Linked DNA regions of Mus musculus: region 2 is linked to region 1. A link is a contact called in public HiChIP or PLAC-seq data. All regions are on one chromosome and are shown on one strand. The core of a region is the stretch at or near the end of the contact, and the rest is flanking DNA. Distances in the headings are between cores, read along the strand shown. Region 1 holds the start of A330102I10Rik (RIKEN cDNA A330102I10 gene). Region 2 overlaps Cdkal1 (CDK5 regulatory subunit associated protein 1-like 1).

Evidence for each region. HiChIP or PLAC-seq counts read pairs in DNA pulled down with a chosen protein or histone mark.
Region 2: a contact with region 1 is called in an H3K4me3 HiChIP or PLAC-seq map of forebrain, with 8 times the contacts expected there. The contact joins the enhancer-like site here to the promoter of A330102I10Rik in region 1. A contact is called at or near these places in 2 of 15 datasets of contacts at CTCF or cohesin (the NIH/3T3 cell line and large pre-B cells), 2 of 484 Hi-C or Micro-C datasets (cerebral cortex and cortical neurons) and 7 of 115 datasets of contacts at active chromatin or transcription factors (VIP interneurons, embryonic basal ganglia, embryonic forebrain and 4 more).

The regions. Positions count from the first base shown.
Region 1 is chr13:29,014,983-29,017,556 of GRCm38.p6, forward strand. It overlaps A330102I10Rik (RIKEN cDNA A330102I10 gene), which reads left to right and starts at 1,273. Exons shown (of 5, transcript NR_045074.1): 1 at 1,273-1,409; 2 at 1,728-1,897.
Region 2 is chr13:29,603,180-29,605,753 of GRCm38.p6, forward strand. The region is part of intron 9 of Cdkal1 (CDK5 regulatory subunit associated protein 1-like 1); the gene reads right to left. Among named protein-coding and RNA genes, the nearest start is that of Cdkal1, 250 kb to the right of the region's middle. Within about 2 kb of position 1,277, at least 17 of the 459 cell types and tissues checked have an H3K27ac peak or open chromatin away from gene starts, as enhancers often do. A contact at or near this core is called in forebrain and neural progenitor cells, where this site is marked.

The DNA.
Region 1 (2,574 bases), core at 23-2,522:
TTATTTTCCTAACTAATTGTGCTTGCTAAGCACACAATGGTCTGGATTAGTCTTGGAGCCTTCATCAAGTTGGGCTGCAAATCAGGATGCCAGCAAGCCTGCAATAGCCTTGGCTCCCTCCTGTGTGATGCTATGCTAATTCCCAGGATGGGTCACTCTGACAACAAAAAAGAACGCTTGACTTCTCTTGTGATGCTAGAAGAACATAATTCTTTTTTGCAGCGATTCTCTCTCTCTCTCTCTCTCTCTCTCTCTCTCTCTGTGTGTGTGTGTGTGTGTGTGTAAAATTCATCAAACCAAAGAGCCTAAGAGAGATCATTGTGGATGTGGCTTTTAATGATTTGCGGGAGAAAAAGAAAAAGAAAAAGAAAAATGACAGCCTGTGGAGACGCCGATTGGAGAAAGCAGCACACTGTGGTTATTGCCAATTTGAAATACTGGGTTTGTGAAGCCAAGCCCTAAGGGAGTAGCCGGGTAACTGAGAAAGAGATCGTAGATAAAGAAATAAAAATGACAAGCGTAATGGAGGCTGTGCGAAGGGACTGTCAGAGCATCCGTTCATGGATGGCAATCTTGCCAGGCAGAGATTGAATAATTCATAGATGGAAACTACCCTGCCTTCACCTTCCCATTTAAACCGGGCATGAGCTGAATCTCTAATAAATTTTCAAGATAAAGTAAAATGCCAATTTGAATCTGAAGAGCTTTTAAAAGCAGATGTCGCATCCCCCCGAATCGTTCAGTATCTTTCACAATTACACTCTGAGGACTGCACTTCATCAGGAAGCACCGTCACCGGGGAAAATGACTGTGATTACAATAGCAACAATAGAATGCCATCGAATGATCTCTAATTTACCTAATTTGCTAAGACTGACTGGCTTAAATACCCATTGTGTGTTGCTGGTGCCCTGTCCGTGGATCTCTCTCAAGACAGAACAAAAGTGGTGTACTGTGTGTGCTCCCTTGGTTCACACAGTCTGGCAGAGATCGGTCTTCTAAGTTACAATGTCTCTTTCGTCGGCTTTTCATCTTTGTATTTTTTTATATTTTTACTTTTTTCCTAATGCTTTGTCCTAAATGCCTTTTGAGGGAAAATGGCAAGCAGTGACTTGTTAATTTATACACTTCTTAAATTTTAAAATATACAGGCCTGGGTCTATTTGAGGAGAGGGCAGATTTGGTGCTGGGAGAAGGATTTAACAAGCCAGCCGGGATGGGGTGTGTGTGCGTACGCATGTCGTGCTCGTGCATGAGTGCGTGCAAGTGTGTGTGTGTGTGTGCGCGCGCGCGCGCGCGCGTGCGCGAGTGCACATGCACGTGTTGTGTTGTGTTTCCTCCATAAGAAATTCTTTTCCTGGATTTGTGATCCCTGTGGAACATTAAGAACCTCTCCGATTGAATCTCAGGTAGTAAAGCCGGCAGCCACTCCACGTAGCTCTTTCAGAAAGGCTGTGTGCCTGATTCCTTGATGCATCAAGGCTTTTAGGCTACTTGGCTGTGTTTGTGTCTGCTCAGCGCACAGAAGTCTGTGCTAAAGAGAACTTTCTGTCTGGCAGAGTGCCCTGCTCATTCGTCTTGGGGTGACTATGCCATTCTGAGGAGGTGGCACGGGGCTATCCATCCTCCCTGGGGAACAGAGCGGAATCATTTAGCAGACACTGGGGTTTCTGGAATTGTCCTTATAGCATGGAGACAGCATGCCAATCAGTATTTGAATATTTCAGGGAGGAACCGGAGGTATGAATGACAACTGTTTGAGAAGAAGGTCCCAAATCCCTCTCTTAAAACCTTGGGATTGTGCTTGAGACTCAGCCCCGATGTGTTCCGTGGTGAGTCACTCACCTGGTTTACCCACACTGTATGCTCCCCCTACCTGCCCCTACCTTGTCATAAGGTAAGTTGTGTTGCTAGTTATTTATATAATAAGCATGAGTGATCCTTATTGTGTGATGTTAGTGGGAATGCGCTGTTGATGTTGCCTTTTCTTCCCATTGTGTTCACACCATGCTGGGGCAGACTTAGAACTTTGTGTTAAAATATGGCATATTGAAGCATGACTTAAATATTGTAGGTTTTTTCCCCCTCTCTATTTTTTCTTTCTGAGTGCATCCAAGGCTTTAATAGTGTTTAAGGAAAGGGGGAAACAGCTTTATGTAGTGAACACTTTGCTTAAAAGCAGTAAGCAGTGTGCTGGCTAGTACTTCTGTTACCACAATGCTGCTTTAGGTAGCCTGTTCCGGAAAGAGGCTCTATTGTGAGTATGTGAAAGTCCACACTACGCCCATGCCAGCATCTCCTTCCCTTTTTTGTAATTAAAACGTAATTAAAAAGTTTTGCTTATCAGCAAGGGATTTAACTTCTGACACCTTAAAGCTATTGAAGAACTGGGGTGTGAACAGGATAGTCATGGAGTGAACCGATTGGATTTTCTGTTCAGCATTTAACAGGTATGAGTACCTTCAAATTATCCAAGAATAATTGGAAACCAGGCTAGTCATTTGGGGAGACCCATAACAAACCGATCTTCGTTATTGGGTAAGAATAGCAAGTCGGGAGCTTATTTTTTAATAA
Region 2 (2,574 bases), core at 27-2,526, 590 kb after region 1:
TCCACATGAGTGTGCCTGTGCCAGCACACACCCCACATCCTCCCCCAAAGCCCCCAACACCTCACACCCTCACAAGCATACACACCCTACCCTGTCCCTACCCACCATATATGTCCACAACCCTCAAACCCCACAAATCACATAGAATCCACACACTCACAAACCCCATACACACCCACGTACACCACACACGTTAAATAAATATGTATATATTACAAAAACAAAAGTCTGGGCTGGACAACTCAGCAGTTAGGTGCTAAGTGCAGTTGCAGAAGACTGAGGTTCCATTCCCACAACCATGACTGCAGTTTCAGGGGATCCAATGACTTCTTGTGACCTTGGAGGACAACAGGCACACATGCCGTACATGGGCACACACATAAAACATTTTTTTTTAGTCTAAGAAACGACTGCTACAGCTTTCTGTTTGCTTTTCCCTTCCAGGGCAACTCTACCCTCAGGTAGCAGTGGCCCCCAGAGCCATCTGCCTGCCATGTTGGTAGTAAGAAACAGAGACTTGGCCTCCTCATTTGTCTGACAACATCTGTACAAAAAGTAGACACATATTTCCTGTCCCAAGTGGAAAGATCTGCTACTCATAATGGCAGAGACTTTTCCAATCGCCAGTCTAGCTCTGCCAGTTTTAAACCCCAGGTTCTTAAATTTAGCAGCAGCCCACCGGTGTGTTCTGATCCCGAGTCGGCCCCAAGCCGCAGCAGCAGCTGGTAAAACGGAATGCTAATTCATTACAGATGGTAGAACACAGCCTACATTTAATTTATTTACATTTTCAGAAATTTTGGATCTGCAGTGAAGATGTCAGATTATTTTAACAAGTAAGTTTAGCCTTTTTTCAATTTGGTCAATGCTCAATAAAAAAATTAATGTTTATATGTTAAAAATTCTTTCAACAAGCCCAATTAGGCCTCTATTCCCACAGTTTGTATTTTATAAGCTATTTAGCTGGTGAGCCTTTTCTGAATGTCTTATTACAAGCAAAGTTGGAACAAAATTAGGCCTAAACGTTTGCAACAGAACCCTTTCTCACAAGGCATGTTGCTGCCTTTGTGTTCTCTAGCCCTGCCATTCCGGGGAGACTAAGAGTTTAATAAATTGTAAGATTATTAAATATCTCTAGAGACCCCTCCCCTTTTTCATCACTTAAGGCAATGGCGACCAAAATACCAAATCACTTGCTTAATTTTGAATAGCCAAGTACACAGAGAAAGAGTGGCCAACACTCAAAGGCTGATGCGGCGCTGCTGCCCTCTCCTGGACTCGGTGATCCTAACCCCTCCCCACTGCCTAGGAACAGTGAAACTGAGATGTGGAAGTCAAACACTAGGTCAGGTTCAAAGTTTTCCTGAAATTTTTGAACTTAATTTTATTAAATCAAATGTGTGTGTCGCTCTCTCTCTCTCTCTCTCACACACACACACGAGAGAGAGAGAGAGAGAGAGAGAGAGAGAGAGAGAGAGAGAGAGAGAGAGAGAGTATTAAGAGGTCAGAAAGGTTCTCCATGAATCTCCCACTTACTGAGAGAGCTAGGGAGCATTGATTTTCAAAGTCTTAGACTGTCATCCCAATTTCTCAGGGTATATTTTACACGAACCACCACCCACCCCACCCCCATCTCTGCCGCCACTTCAGCTCTTTTCCCTGTCATACCAAGATAGGTCATGTTCCTGGACCCTAGCTTGGCTAAGCTTATCAGAGTGTTCCATCACCTCTGAAATCATTCTCCCATCAACTAAGAGGTTGCTCTCCAATAATTCAAATCTTGCTTTCTACTTCCTTGTTCTGTTTCATCAAGAAACAAAGCAGCTCACTCTAGAACAAAATTAAAATGAAAATACCTTTCCTCTATATAATTTTGTTTCCTAGTATGTCATTCCAAATCTTTAACTACTTGGGGACACCCAAAGCTAGTTTATAGGGGCTTTAGTTATGTACCTGGAAACTCCCTCTAGCCTCAGTAATTAACCTCTACTCCAAGCCCAGCACCCTTCAATCCAGTCTAGATACAATTATACATAACACTAAAGCATGACCTTTCATCCAAGTCCGCCAACCCCAGACCCCTTCAACACAGAATCTGGACCTGCCAATACTATTCCTCATCACTTACAGAAACTGGGCTTCTTTGCTTTCCCTGCCTCCCTTTAGCAACCTCCACCCCTACAATCCTCCTACCACATGGATTCCTCACCATGGCCTCCCAGACACCAACAAAGGCCTGGCCATGAACATAGCTTCAGATTCAAAGAATATAGAAAAATAAATGAAGTGAAGACAGTGTTGAAAAATCACAACACTATACAAAGGAATGCCTTAAAGACATCCACAGAAGCAACTAGGATGCTGGCCCTGGTGGATGTCGGGGGTCAAAAGAACCCTTGTGCCATGATCTACTAACTCTGCAGTCACTGGGAGAAAGGATAATTAAGATCCTGGGCTCTGGTCTACCACTGCTTGGCTGTGTGTATTTGAGGTTATTGAACCTGTTTTTGATTCAGCTTCTCATTTGCAAAGCATGTAAATTACAGTACATATCTGATAGGGTGCCTATGAGAT